5 separate regions of the Mus musculus genome follow, and regions 1, 2, 4 and 5 are each linked to region 3. Evidence: chromatin contacts called from public Hi-C, HiChIP or PLAC-seq and promoter capture Hi-C data. All regions are on one chromosome and are shown on one strand. Each heading gives the region's core, a stretch centred on a gene start, on an enhancer-like site or on the middle of the called end of the contact. The rest is flanking DNA. Distances are from core to core; before and after follow the strand shown.

Region 1 (2,700 bases), core at 73-2,572, 2.4 Mb after region 3:
CTCAGCAATACCACTCATGGGCATATACCCAGAAGATGCTCCAGCATGTAATAAGGTCACATGCTCCACTATGTTCATAGCAGCCTTATTCATACTAGCCAGAAGCTTGAAAGAACCCAGATGTCCCTCAACAGATGAATGGATACAGAAAATGTGGTACATTTACACAATGGAGTGCTACTCAGCTATTAAAGACAATGAATTTATGAAATTCTTAGGCAAATGAATGGAACTAGAAAATATCATCCTGAGTGAGGTAACCCAATCATAAAAGAACACACGTGGTATATACTCAGTGGTAAGTGGATATTAGCCCAGAAACTCAGAATATCCAAGATACAATTCACAGACCACATGATGTTCAAGAAGAAGGAAGACCAAAGTGTGGTTACTTTAGTCCTTCTATGGATCACTCTTATTCAAACCTTCATAAAAAGAAATAGAAATGTGAGGGGGGAGTCACACACAGTTTTACCCACAGGTCAATCTGGTAAGGTTCCCTCTTTCAAACTGACTCTCACTTGCATCAAGTTGACATAAAACTAGCCATCACCTAGAATATAAGAACTGAAAACAGGATACAAAATGTGATTAATACATATTCTCTTTAACCAAAATACATATATTACAACGCATTTTACTATATCCACAAAATCATGATTTATATATAAAAGCAAAATACTTATAAATATTTATATACTATAGTGTATAGTATTTATGTATAAGAATGGATGGGGGCTGGGAATGTGGTTAAGGGCAGTGTTTTCTGGGATGTGTGAGGTTTAATACCCAGAATCACATGCAAACACACAAAGAGTTAATAGAAATTTACATATTTAAGAAAAACAAAAAAAAATTGGAAGTACAGAATCAGCGAAATAATTTTGAAGTGGGAGTTGCAAGTTTTGTTCTTGAAATTTATTATAGTTAACTTTCTATAAATCTTTTAGTTTATAATATCTTTTACTTGGTTAATATAAACATAAGCACAAGGAATGAAAATGAAAACTGAGTAAGAATTACTTCTCTGTGATTAGCATGCAGTCCAATTAAGCTTTCTAAATATACCAGGTCAAGGTTGCTAAGTCTTCACTGGCTTTTCCTAATACAAGAAAAATGCTAATTAATTTATAGGTAATATTTAAAGTTTATTTTATGTAGCATGTCAGCAGTCACAGTTAAAAGAGAAAAGTGAGTTTTACAGTCCTTTGGAAGGTAATAAATGTCAGACACACGGAGATTCAGTTACAGCATTATGAACACCCAGAGTAATACGCCCAAGAAAAACTTTACACAAACACCAAATGAAAAGCCATGTTTTCTAAGCACAGTCAGGGGACTGTGTCTAACTCCATGTGTAATGTAGGTGAGAGAGAGGGTTAAAGGCTGCGATGCAGTGGTCCGACAATAAACCCCAGCAAGTATGCATTTTGATGGGGTGTTAATTGAGTAGCAGGTGAATATAAACAGAGAGCACCAAGTGTGTGTGTGTGTGTGGGGGGGGTCTTTTTGTTGATGAGGGAACATAAAGATGCTGAGCTCCATAATAAGAAATAAATACAATCTGGAGCCAATTTCTCCAGCCTCATTCCGCCCTCCATAGTGCAGTCCTCTCTAGTTTCAAATGCTTGCCAGGAAATAATACATGACTTTTAAAGTGTGTGGGCAATAACAGAGCGAATCAGACAGGTTCCTAAAGCTTATAAAAATGGAGGGTTTGTAGCATGTTTTCTATTTGTGTTTGTTTGTGTGCAAGTGCAATGGTCGATTGGTGACTGCTGTTTGTTGACATGCTTGCCTCTGAGAGTTTCAAGATCCTTAGTCAATGACAATGTCAGTCCCTCAGTGCTTACAGTAGCGTGACTCCAGGACTTAGCAGGACACAGACACCAGACAGATTAAAACAGAATGGGCAGAACAAGATAGAAAAGAATAGAATTTCAGAATTTTCTAAGAGAACAGGTGTGTGAGACTGCATCTAGTGACAGGGGCTTGGTCCCTTCAGGGTCTCCAGGGCTTCTAGCCTTAGCTCAACCAAAGACCAGGCTACCTTTCTTCATAGTTCACTGAAGATGTAGTGAAAATATACAAATTTCATTCTTATTAAGGAACTCTTAGTGAAAACATGTCTAAGTAATAATGTAGACATTTTAAGAGGGTTTTTTTAAAGTGACACCAAACCAAAGGTCTATCTTCCCAGAGAATTAACTTCAGATTTTTGCACAGTGCCATCTAAACCAGCAACATTATCCATTTGAGAAAAATGGGTGATGCCCTTTCTAACAAGGCATTAATACTCTCAAGTTGTGGGAAAGTCATCTTATGTGCTTTATGAAGTAGTGAATATTTATGTGTTTCCTGTGAATATGGAACTGAGCTAACTAGACACTCCATTTCATTTGGTCCACACAACAACCTTGTGAGGTAAGAATTCATAATTGACTTACAGATGAATATACCAGTCTGTGGAAAGCCTAAATGTCTCTCCCACGGTCACATAATGAAGTAGTGGCAAGACCAGACCTTGGTCTAAGTAAACTGACTCCAGAAAGAGCAGAGCTCTCATCTGCTTTGCTGTCTCTCTTTATATCAACTCTTTTTCTTCCGGTGGAATATTGTGAAGGAAGTAAATGAGTGCTATGTTGTAGTGGAGACTGCTTATGCTAATCACAAAAATTTGACTTCCTGTCTACAACACAT
Region 2 (2,700 bases), core at 78-2,577, 3.0 Mb after region 3:
TCACATACACTTTTATTCAAAGTTTTTCTTAAGGTTTATTTCTTTTTATTCTAAGTATATTGGTGTTTTGCTTGCATGTATGTCTGTGAGGGTGTCAGATCAACTAGAACTGGAGTTACAATGGTGAGCTGCCATGGAGGTGCCAGGAATTGAACCCAGGTCCTCTGAAAGAGTACCAGTGCTTTTAACCACTGGGCTATCTCTCCAGCCCTTTATTCAAGTTAAAGTAAAGTGTAATCTTGGGCTAGAATCTTAGAAATAAATAGGGTTGTCAAAAAGGGTTATATGAAGATTTATGTAGATAGCAAGAACTATATAACTATTGCTTATTATCTAAAAAATAGATCTAGGAACAGTAAACAATCTCTGCAAACTTAAAAGTACCTTTATGCCAAATTAACTTTACATTGGAATATTTTGTTAATGTAAGCCAGGACATGGACTGACTTTTCTGTAGTGTTATTTTTCAACAGATATTATGTCTTGACATTTTATTTTCCCTCCTTACTGTTTCATCATAATTGCTATATTAAGGTTGCTTAAGTAGAATAATCTATGCTAGTGGTGTTTCTAGATAAAATTCTTGAGGGAAACATGGCAGCACATACTCTTAATCTCAGGCCTACATACTGACAGATCTCCATGACAGCCTAGATGACATGGTGAGTTCCAGAATACCAGGGCTACATATTTAGTTAGACCCTGGAGTGCACGTGCGGAATCTACTTTATTTCTAATCATAAAAAGCACCTGAGGAGATCTGTTAAACAGAGTAGGAGTTGATTGTGGCCATATCTAAACTGAATGGGCACTAGGAACATGGGAATGTGTGTGATTACGTTAAGTTGAAAAAATTAGGAATTTTTTTTGTACTTTATACAGTTTTTGACTACTATAGTTTATATATATTTATGTATACTTATAATTAAAGTTTTGCCTTATTGGATATCATCTAGCCACGTATTTAAAAAATTGATTTGTGATAACTTCAAGGATGAAATTCTTGAGCAGTGCTTTTAAGATAAAGTTGAACGTTGTGAACAGTTGTTTCTTTCCCAGTGCGTCCCTAGGAGCCCGCAGTTACTTAACCTTAGCAAAGCGTCTGGGGTTCTGATTCTTACCCTCCCCACTTAGTGTGTGCCAGTCTCTTACAGCCTTGGCACTTGGGACTTTACGTAGAGCATTGAGATAAAACCCAGTCTTTATGAGAAATGATGGACAAAGTCTGAAAGAAGATCAGCTTGAATCCACATTAAAGTCTAATAGGCAGGAAGGATACAGGAGATGGGGAGGGGTGTGGGGGGTGCTTTCAGTCACACGGTGAGTAATGAGAAGAGGAAGTAGACTGGAAAGTAGTGGCTGGAAAGGCTCACTGTTTAGAAAGTCATTTTATGTACATAAAGACTTAATCTTACTCAATTGGGAACATCAGACCAGGGTGTATAAAAAAAGATATATTATTTAAAATAACAGTGACTAGTTCACTGGTAGAGTATATTTAACATTATGATTATATGCCAGAACTAAGGGGGAAAAGCATAATCTTAATAATTTATGAAAGAAATTAACAAAAATTATCAAACTGGCTCATCTGGTTCAACATTGTATAAAATGTTAGTTTGACTTTTTATAATATATAAGTAATACATACTTTGTTATACATTGTATGCATAGCACTTTCAAACACTTGTTGGGTCATTTCTCATATCCAAATGAGACTTTGGGTTTTTAATGTCTGAGACCCATTTAGGTATATACTTACAAATTATTGCTCAACTTCACAGAACAGAAATACAGAATTCTACCCAGGTCATCATAGCAAGCTTAGACAATATAACTGATCTGTGTTTGTTTGCATATAAAATTTACATAAGACTTAACTGTTTTGGAAGAAACATTTTGTTGCTTCCTTACGGTGCTGGGGATAGAACCCAGGACATTGCCTGGCTATACAAGGGCTAGTACCCAACATTAATTTAGAATTCTTAATTGACTTCTCAATTAGGCTGTACTTCAGTAAAAGACAACCTAATCAAAAAACTTGATATCACTAAAGATAAAGTTATCATATAATTACTATTGCTGCTCCAACTCATGGTTAAGAATTTATAAGTATCCCATCTAGCTCTAAGGCTGATATTATAACCAGTTTATAGTAAAAAGTTGGTCATATTAATTTTATATCCTATTTTTAAAAAGTGAATCAAAACCTCCAAGGTCCTTTCTCTTAACCGTTTGGTTTTTACATTGTCTTATATTTCGTTTGTATGGGGTAGGTAGTTTTAAAAATTCTTAAACAAATAAGCAAGTTTCTGTTTCTCCTCCCCTCCCCTCCCCTCCCCTCCTCTCCTCTCCTCTCCTTTTTCTCTTTCCAGTTTTTAAAATGTGTACTGAGTAACAGTATTTAGCCAACTTCCTTTCAATGATTTAACATTAGTTGTCATTCTGGGGCAACTGTTAGGAAAGAGGTCACAATATAAGATAGCTGGTTTTGACATAATTGGCTTTACTTGGCAGTAGATCCTATATATTTTAAACTTTAATTGCTTGATTCCTGGTGTGATGACTACTTTTCACTTAAATGTTACAGTTATTTTCTAACTTTAAAAAGTGAGTTCTGGAGAAATTAATGGCTGGAGACAATTGTTACAGAGCAAAAAGTAAATTTAAAAGATCCTAGTTAGTTTATGTAATTCACTT
Region 3 (2,700 bases), core at 198-2,697:
CAAAGGGCTTTCCCTTTTTCCTATGGGCTGTGCCAGGAGAGGGCTGGTGAAGGGCTAAAGGGAGGAAAAAAACCTCTGTACTGCACTGACTCCATACTAAGTATGGAATGGGAAGGCAGCTTCTCCCCAGGAAGTTGGTGGGCAAAACCTTGTAACTGCCTAAGGTCAAACTATAGGGTTTGAGTGTGGGGAACTCAAGAACTTCTCCAATCTTTTTGTATACTTCTCCTTCCACTTACTGATTCTACAGACTACCACCCTCTCTCAAAAAAACAAAAAGTCTCGCACTAAAACAACACAAGGCAACTATATGATTATAAACAACAGGCACTGGCTACCTCTAGCTCCTGTACTCAAAAGGGTCTGCGGTCAAGTAGCTATCACTAGTATTAGGATTGGATACGCACTTACTGCGAACCCTACCTTGTCAGAATCATTTGTGGCAAGTGGTGATCTCACTTCCTATTTATAAGTAAAAGGTCAGGGATTTCCACACTCCAAGCACAATCCCCCCTGTGGACTTAGAGGTTTAAATCCCATTCACCTGATCTTTTTTCCCCCATTGGCTTTTTAAACTTTTTAAAAAATACACAAAAGCTAATTTTCACGTTAAAGTGAAACATGACAAACCAATGGATGTGCCTCAATGACTATCCAGACATTATAACATGATAGGAGCTCACACAACGTTAAGCCAAGTAACTATAAAAACTGACATCGATAAAATCCAATGTTGTTTCAAGGTTGAAAGTAGCACTGTCTTTGCAAATACCTCTTTAAAAGAAAATCACAAAATACAAAATAAATTACAAGAAAGAAATAAAACACCGTAGAGAAACTTAAGAGTTCCAACTGGAGAATTATCTATGGTAACATTTACAACAGTCTTCGCCTCTTTCTTTCTTTTTTTTTTTTTTTTCTTTTTCTCTCCATGGCCCACTCTCTTGGCCTTGAACCATCCATGCATCACCTTTCCCTAGACGGAAGCTATGTGTTTGGCCTCATCTGCTGTGCAAGTAAGGAGTCTGCAGGGGTCAAGCCGAGTTCAGGGACTGTGATATCCCATGCCTAGAAAAGAAGGGCAAGGGTGAAAGCTCCACTGACTGCAGCCAGAAGATGGGGTGCAGGGGAAGAGCTGAGTGAAAGATGGGAAATAAGTGATTCGACCCCAGGAGATGGGGCGCGGGGCTCAGCTCTTTTGAGTTTACCGCTCTGACGAAGCACATGCAAGGAGCCGAGGTCGTGGCACCCTGTTCGGATCCCCAGGAACCTCGGCGGGACTTGGGCAGGCCTGACCCTCCCCGGGATTCGTTCCATCTCGCACGCAGGCTTCTGGGGTCCTCCACACTCACCCGGAGCTGGCAAACGCCGGGCAGGGACGCATCTCAGAGCCTGGGTTTCGCCAAGACGGCAGGCAAGCTCACGTCCGCAGGGTCAGCGCGGCGACTGGCTGAGTGCGCAAGCGCGGCGTTCAGGCGCGCTCTGAATGTGGTCCGTCCGGAAACATCCTCTCACGATCTTTGGGCCCTTGCTTGCTTTTTATCCACCCAGTGCTGCAATTTCCAAGGAGAGAAAAAGGAAGACTCTAAATGGATGCATGCACTTTCTGCCCTACTGTTACCGACCCTTCATTGTGGAAGTCCCAGAAAGGACTGTAAAACGCCAGCTCTTATTGGAATCCATGATTAGAGTTCAAAGCCCATTCATAATTTTTTGTAAGCTCAGGGCTGTTGGTAAAACTCTCAGTATTAGGTACATTCTAGATCACGACTGTTCTCAGCATTTCATATTTCTGTAAATACGACCAAGAGGTGAAGGCATACAGAATCAGCTTCTCTCAGGGGCCCTATCCATTGTCCTGCCAGGGGCTGGTCTTGCTGATTTCACTAGTTCTATGTATTTTGGACATTTACAATATAGAAAACTCTTTGCCCAGCATTTTGGGTCTTCTTTGATGATTTATGTAAGATGTCTTTGGACAACATGCATGTAAAATACTCGACATTATACCAAATACAAAAGCTTTGTGAAATGATAGAACCCTTATTAGGGTCCAGGAATAGCCACACAAACGACTCAGACACCAATCTCAGTAAGGAATGGATGATTTATTGAATGCACACTCCAAATACAAATCTGTGATGGGAGCAAGCATCAGAACCAGTTTTTCTATGGAATAGGTGCATTTGCAGCATTTACAACATTTGCAACATATAGGCTATCTAGACAAAGCAGAGCTGACTGACCTTTAAGCTGATAGACTAGGTCTAGAGGCCAACAACTGAACAGGGGAAATTCTGTTCTTGATAAAGGAAATCAAGGCATTAATGATGCAGGACTCAAAGTTTATCATTAGAAAATATAAGCATCGGGGGCTGGGGGGGGGTGCTCAACCAAGGCTGTGATGAGTGAAGTTAACCCAGGGGACCAATTCAAAAGGGATTCATACCAGCTCTGTTTTCTTTCTTTCTCTGTTGTTCCCTATCAAGGATGTTACTTCTAATTTTTACCAGAGTGTCCCTGATTACCCCAGAGTGATTAACTTATAAACAACCTTGCTCTCCAAGGGCCATACATAAGCCCCCTTCTTTTAAGAACAATAAATTTAGAGCCCTTTGACTCTGTAGGACTACTTCAGCTAAGGAGTCTTCTTGAATTTGTAGGAAGAAGGTGGCTGAGTGAAGCTGGGCTAAGTCTTTA
Region 4 (2,700 bases), core at 131-2,630, 2.6 Mb after region 3:
GAGGGTCAGTGACAAGGCTCTGGAGCCTTAGTTGAACCCCATTGCACTGAGTGGCCTAGTGTCAGTTTGCTTTTGTGGAGACACTGAGAATAAATGGGTTGGGAAGCTCACCATCTATATCATGTGCAATAAATTATACTTTGCTGAAATGTTGCCTCGCTAAAATATGCTAAGAAAGCTGTGAACAATATTTACAAATAGTTCAGATGTCACAACAAAACACCCACCACTCACGCAGTCTCACACTTTGCTATGATAAACGTGGTAATAGAGGGTACCCTGTTCAACATTAGGGAAATATTCTTTACTGAGAAATAATTGGGGGGAGTTCTTTAAATTGATAGAAAATCCTCTCTCTCTCCCTCTCTCCCTCTCTCCCTCTCTCCCTCTCTCCCTCTCCTTCCCTCCCTAAGAGTCTGCTTTCTCACCTGGCCTGGCAGCTGGCTTACTCTGCTCCCCACCCCTGCTCACACAACAGGCTCTAGTATCTCTATTTGGATACATGATTCATTTCTTGAGAAGGCAGCAAACTTTGTTTCTTGAGGTCCTGAACCACTAAGCAGTTTCAACACTTGTGCAAACTAATGAATGTTGTATCACTTTGGGAAAGGAATGACCTCAGCCAGGTCATTTACCCCACCCCCACAACCCCCACTACCCCCACCCACCCCCAAGCCAATTGACCTAGCTGAGGACAACACTGGCTAAAGCAGATGTGCTCACTGGGGGGAATGCTGGAAATGGAGATGTCTCCTTAGCCTGTAAGAAGAAACACAGAGAGGGATCTCCATTTTCTCACAGTCTGCCCACTGGGACATCCCATTTAATTTTAAGGCAAGGCAAACCTGAGAAAGAGCTGTGTCTCCAGCATACTATCTGGGAACAATGTCTATCTGCTGGGAGGAAAAGAACAAACCAAAAAACAGTCAGTGTCCAAGGGAAGGATATCCCAAGTAGGCTTAAACAGTGTCTCAAGCTAAGTGAGAGACAGACGGCTTCCCCCAGTTTATAGGAGGGATCAGAAGTGGTACACCGAGAGGATTCAAAAGTTTTTCTATTCAACTGTTCTTGACTTCGTTTATAAATAAACATGAACTGCCATACGCTGGTGTTCAGGACATCTTGTACTACACCTTCTTAACACGTTTTGCCTATACAGAGAATCAATTAAATTGTGTGTGTGTGTGTGTGTGTGTGTGTGTGTGTCTGTGTGTGTGTGTGTGTGTAATGATGAGCATATAAAATGAATCACTTTTTTTTTCCAAAGAGGAAATGAAATGTTAAAGGAAGGCCTCTGGTTTGTTAGCTCACTAGCAGCTGTTCTGCGGCTTACAAACCAAAACCTCTGTTATTGGATGCCGTGGGTGGTGCTTAGTTAAACTGACCCTGCACTCAAAACCTGAAAATGAAGCTTTGGTTCCTAATGGGCCCTGCTGCTGGCCCCGCCCCCTCAGCTGCCTTTTTGGCAGAGCAAGTACAGCCACGGAGGAGAATCAGGTGGAAAATAAATATGTTTACTTACTATCAAAACACCTTTCAAGTCCAATACACATTTTTGTTCTATTAATGCCAACACAAATGTGCAGGCACTGTAGCTGGGGTCGCTTTAAAATATAGCTAGACAGAACGATTAAAATAATCTGCTTTCCCTCTGCCAAATTCCTGCCTGTGGGGAGCAATTAAACCTGCCTTCTGCACGTTCAAATACCGAATGGGAAGCGAATGTTGCATCTTTGCTACTTAGACAAGTGTAATTCCGATGGAAAGATTTATCAACAACTCACAGGCAGTTCCAGGGTTTGGTTTTGTTTGTCAAACAGCACACTCTCACGCTGCATCTGGACTCTGTTACACACTCGTGGGACAGGAATCCCCAGAGAGGGGTGCTCACTTGGGCCAGTGAGCAAACAAGTAAACTCACACAGAGAGAAGGCAGCTTTAAACAAATAAACCCCTCTGTTTGAGACTAAACATGTGTAACACTAGCCAAAACTACAATCAAACAACCAAAGAGCAATGTTATTACGGCTCTAGAGCAAGTCAACGTGAAACTGAATCACCGATGCCCGTAAATGGAAATTTTACAGGTGAATTTATTCTTCTGACACCATGAGAAATGACCAAAGGTTTGCTATATGATTTGTTTTTATAAGTCAGTATTTAAGGGTATCTGAAGTTAATAACAGAATGACAAACTCTGAGTGAAGGGTGATTCTATAAAATTTGGTGCTGGATGTTTTTAACTTTTAGGTCTACTTTCTTTTTCTTCTCCATTCCGAATTTCCTGTGCACAGGCTTGTGATTGCTAGACGAGAAACAGTTGACCCTGTGATCTCTCTGCCCCAGTTATGAGTGTCCACGCCACTGCCTGCCTCGACTGATCTCTCTGGTGTGACATTTCAGCTTTGGCCTGTGTCCTCATCAGCCTCTAAGCCAGACTCTAGGCAGTGGTCTTTCTGGGACACAATTAAACTCCTAGTTAACTACTAAGTTGCTCAGTGCTGGAGCAGGTCACAACTAAATGCCCAGCCCCACCCCCACCCCCACCCCCATCCCCTACACCACACTCCCCACACCACACCCCCCATGCCCCCCAAACCCCCTATGTCTTTCTTTTTGCTTCAAACAAAGCAGATGTCTTACATTCTGTGGGGCTGTGTGTAATCTATTTTGGCTTTGCAATTAAGCAACTACATATTT
Region 5 (2,700 bases), core at 179-2,678, 2.9 Mb after region 3:
CCTTTGGCTGAAGAGTGACGGTTTCCTTAGGAGGCCCGCTGGACTTCTTCCCTTGGAATTGTTCTATCTCTCAAGGTGGCTGGAACAGGAAGCTTCCTTCCCCGGGGGTTAAGTAAACTTGAGAACAAAGTGAAAAGCCTATCGCAAAACCGCCTAGGGAGACGCCACAGGAACTTAGGAGCGCTAGGGAGTCAGTCCCCCAGGCCATCTTGTGTATAAGCTGACTTCTTAGAGACAAGATAATAGAATTTATAGAGCTAGGAGTTCCTAGCCCTCCGGTCACAAAGATCCCAGGCTCCAGCCCTCAACCTTAGAAGGTTCTTGTGCAAAAAAGATCTTTTGGGATGATTGCATACATTGTCCTCTGACAATGCAAACGTGACAGCTGCCTATCCAACAACCGTTCCGCCTCTGTTCGCCAAAGTTCGTGCCACACAGGCTTCTCCTGCGCTATAGTTATGCAACCTCGCTCGCAGCGGGAGTTATTTCCTGTGCTGCTGGATGCGCCAGATTCATGTAACCCGCCTACCCCGGGCTTCAATGGAAGCCGTTCTCCATTAACAAGCACTCGTGCTTCCAGAGATGAATGCCCAGCATTGCATGCTGTTTGCGCAGTGAGGATCGCGCTGCGAGGTATTGAAACCAACTCTTTCTACACACACACACACACACACACACACACACACACACACACACACACACACACACACACATCACACGCACACAACTACCCTTGTGCAAGAAGCAAGGGAACTGCAGCAATGCAACTAGAGGGACAGCAGGAGGAGCTCGCTTTGCAGTCCTGGCCTGTAACCCCCACTAAGAGATGAACTCATGCCAGTTCCATTCTTTGCAAGAAAAACACAACACACGCGCGCGCGTGCACGCGCACTGAGCAGTACGGAGTGGCCTCCCGATTTCTTCCCCGAGCACACGGTGTGCTGCCCGCTTGTCCCGGCAACCCGGATATCCCAGGCCGAGTAACGGGGACTTGAGCGTCGCAACAATGCCAGTCCCGGAGCAGCTCGGCTCACAGCTCCCACCCCCGCCCCCTTTCCTCGGCGTGCCAAGAGTTTGGAGCGCGCGCACGCACACGCGCGCGATGCAGTGCAGCGACATATCCCTCCGCCACCCTCCTCGCCCCGCTCCCGCTGCCCGACGATTTGGGAAGCGAGGGGAGGAGGGAACTACTTTCCTGAAACTTGTTATGCTGCCCACGATCCAGAGCTGCAGTGATTCGACTGCGGGCCGCGGCTTTTAGGTTTCCCCCCGACCCCTCAGAGGCCCCGCGCCTCCGGCTTGCAGCCGCGCCCCACGTCCGCCCAGCCGCACCCGCGCGAGCCCCGGCGGCCCAGAAGTCGCGAGGGACTACTTCGCCTGCCTCTCCCGCGGGCGCCCCCGGTTCGAGCGGCGGAAGGAGCGGGCGGCGTGAGCGCTTCCGCCGCCCCCCTCGCGGCTCCCCTCTCGCGGGCGTGAGGAGCGGGCCGCCGAGCAGCGCTGATCTCGGCCCTCGTCGCCGCCGCTCGGCACTGTGCCCTCGGGCTCCGACGCTCGCCTCGCGCCCTGCCTGCGGCCCCTCAGCTGGAGCGCGTCCGAGGCAGCCCCTGAGGGCCGACCAGGCGCGCCGCGCGGGCAGCCGGCGGCCAGGCGGGAGATGGTGCGCGGCACCTCGGCGGGACCGCGCCGCCTCCCGCAGCCAGCGCTCGGCTGCCCCCCGCCGGCTCCCGCCGCCCGCCCGTCGCCGCGCCCCTGAGAGCAGCACCGCCTCAGCCACCGGCCGCGTCCCCCTCAGCGCCCGCAGTCGCCCGCGCCGTCTCGGCTTCGCACTCGACCTCGGCGCGGCAAACCGCTGGGGTCGCCACGGCCGCGCTTGCTGCCGCCGCCCCCCTGCGGGGGTGGCCGGGCTGCCCGGCTCGCGGGGCACCGCTCCGAGTGAGGCATCCACCATGGTGAGGCCCCCGAGCCGCTGCCCGCGCGCCCCGCCGGCCGTCGTCGCCCGCCGCCCCTCGGTGCCGCCGCTGCCGCTGCTTCCCTGCCTGCTGTTGCTCCTCCATCTCCTGATCGGATCACGGTGAGGGAAAGATGAGCGAGGAGACGGCGACTTCTGACAACGAGTAAGCGAGCCCTGGCCTGGTTGAGCCCGGGGGGCAGCCCCCTCCCCCCAGCCCGTCCCGCCCGGGAGGTGATAGATGCCCGATGTGTCGGGCCATTTTCTTTAATGGCAGCACCCCTTTTCATTCGTGCATTTTCGCCTCTCTGCTTGGGGAAGGGTATCGAGTGCAGTGCAGAGGCGGCGTAGCAGTCGGACGTCTCCGAGACAGAGTAATAATGTGGGTAGCTCAAAGTGGAGTAGAAACTACCCTTTGCCTGCCCTTCACTCCGGCGTCAAACCCGCCCCCCCTCCCCAAACACCTTGAACATCCAGCCACCCTGCCTCTACAGCTATTTCGCTCGGAAACTAATGTGTGGGAGCACCTCCAGCCGCAAACTGCTCTTGAATCCTAATTCGATGACTCAGTGACTCCTAAATACCGATTAAGCCTTCGCCCCCCGCCCCACTTTTTAAACTTATGACCTATACTATTCTAGTAAAAAGATAGGGTTAGGGAAACATTTTAAGAATTAAATAGGATTAAGGACACCTGGAGTGTGGGCGATGTTGAGCTATTGTGTTTTTTTATTATTATTTTTTTAACCTTC

The links. Promoter capture Hi-C pulls out the DNA fragments that hold promoters and counts their contacts. Hi-C and Micro-C count contacts between places; a contact is called where the count stands out from the background. HiChIP or PLAC-seq counts read pairs in DNA pulled down with a chosen protein or histone mark.
Region 1: an H3K4me3 HiChIP or PLAC-seq map of embryonic limb bud shows a contact between it and region 3, with 14 times the contacts expected there. The contact joins the enhancer-like site here to the promoter of Zfp770 in region 3. A contact is called at or near these places in 8 of 39 promoter capture datasets (the 3T3-L1 cell line, cranial neural crest, frontonasal cranial neural crest and 4 more) and 1 of 115 datasets of contacts at active chromatin or transcription factors (embryonic limb bud).
Region 2: an H3K4me3 HiChIP or PLAC-seq map of pro-B cells shows a contact between it and region 3, with 11 times the contacts expected there. The contact joins the enhancer-like site here to the promoter of Zfp770 in region 3. A contact is called at or near these places in 3 of 39 promoter capture datasets (cranial neural crest, hippocampal neurons and liver) and 2 of 115 datasets of contacts at active chromatin or transcription factors (large pre-B cells and pro-B cells).
Region 4: a promoter capture Hi-C map of second pharyngeal arch cranial neural crest shows a contact between it and region 3. The contact joins the enhancer-like site here to the promoter of Zfp770 in region 3. A contact is called at or near these places in 11 of 39 promoter capture datasets (the 3T3-L1 cell line, 3T3-L1-derived adipocytes, cranial neural crest and 7 more), 4 of 115 datasets of contacts at active chromatin or transcription factors (embryonic stem cells, forebrain, pro-B cells and 1 more) and 2 of 9 other capture datasets (embryonic tail and embryonic trunk).
Region 5: a Hi-C map of B cells shows a contact between it and region 3, with 6 read pairs. The contact joins the promoter of Spred1 here to the promoter of Zfp770 in region 3. A contact is called at or near these places in 8 of 39 promoter capture datasets (the 3T3-L1 cell line, cranial neural crest, embryonic stem cells and 5 more), 1 of 484 Hi-C or Micro-C datasets (B cells) and 4 of 115 datasets of contacts at active chromatin or transcription factors (astrocytes, embryonic forebrain, embryonic stem cells and 1 more).

What each region holds. Positions count from the first base shown.
Region 1 is chr2:116,638,724-116,641,423 of GRCm38.p6, forward strand. No RefSeq gene overlaps it. Among named protein-coding and RNA genes, the nearest start is that of Gm13990, 240 kb to the right of the region's middle. Within about 2 kb of position 1,323, at least 1 of the 459 cell types and tissues checked has an H3K27ac peak or open chromatin away from gene starts, as enhancers often do. A contact at or near this core is called in embryonic limb bud, where this site is marked.
Region 2 is chr2:117,167,949-117,170,648 of GRCm38.p6, forward strand. The region is part of intron 4 of Spred1 (sprouty protein with EVH-1 domain 1, related sequence); the gene reads left to right. Among named protein-coding and RNA genes, the nearest start is that of Mir674, 16 kb to the right of the region's middle. Within about 2 kb of position 1,328, at least 4 of the 459 cell types and tissues checked have an H3K27ac peak or open chromatin away from gene starts, as enhancers often do. A contact at or near this core is called in pro-B cells, where this site is marked.
Region 3 is chr2:114,199,985-114,202,684 of GRCm38.p6, forward strand. Zfp770 (zinc finger protein 770) reads right to left here and starts at 1,448. Exons shown (of 2, transcript NM_175466.4): 1 at 1,353-1,448.
Region 4 is chr2:116,811,836-116,814,535 of GRCm38.p6, forward strand. All of the region lies in intron 3 of Gm13990 (a long non-coding RNA gene), which reads right to left. Among named protein-coding and RNA genes, the nearest start is that of Gm13990, 65 kb to the right of the region's middle. Within about 2 kb of position 1,381, at least 15 of the 459 cell types and tissues checked have an H3K27ac peak or open chromatin away from gene starts, as enhancers often do. A contact at or near this core is called in second pharyngeal arch cranial neural crest, where this site is marked.
Region 5 is chr2:117,119,643-117,122,342 of GRCm38.p6, forward strand. Spred1 (sprouty protein with EVH-1 domain 1, related sequence) reads left to right here and starts at 1,429. Exons shown (of 7, transcript NM_033524.3): 1 at 1,429-2,114. The coding sequence starts at 2,083.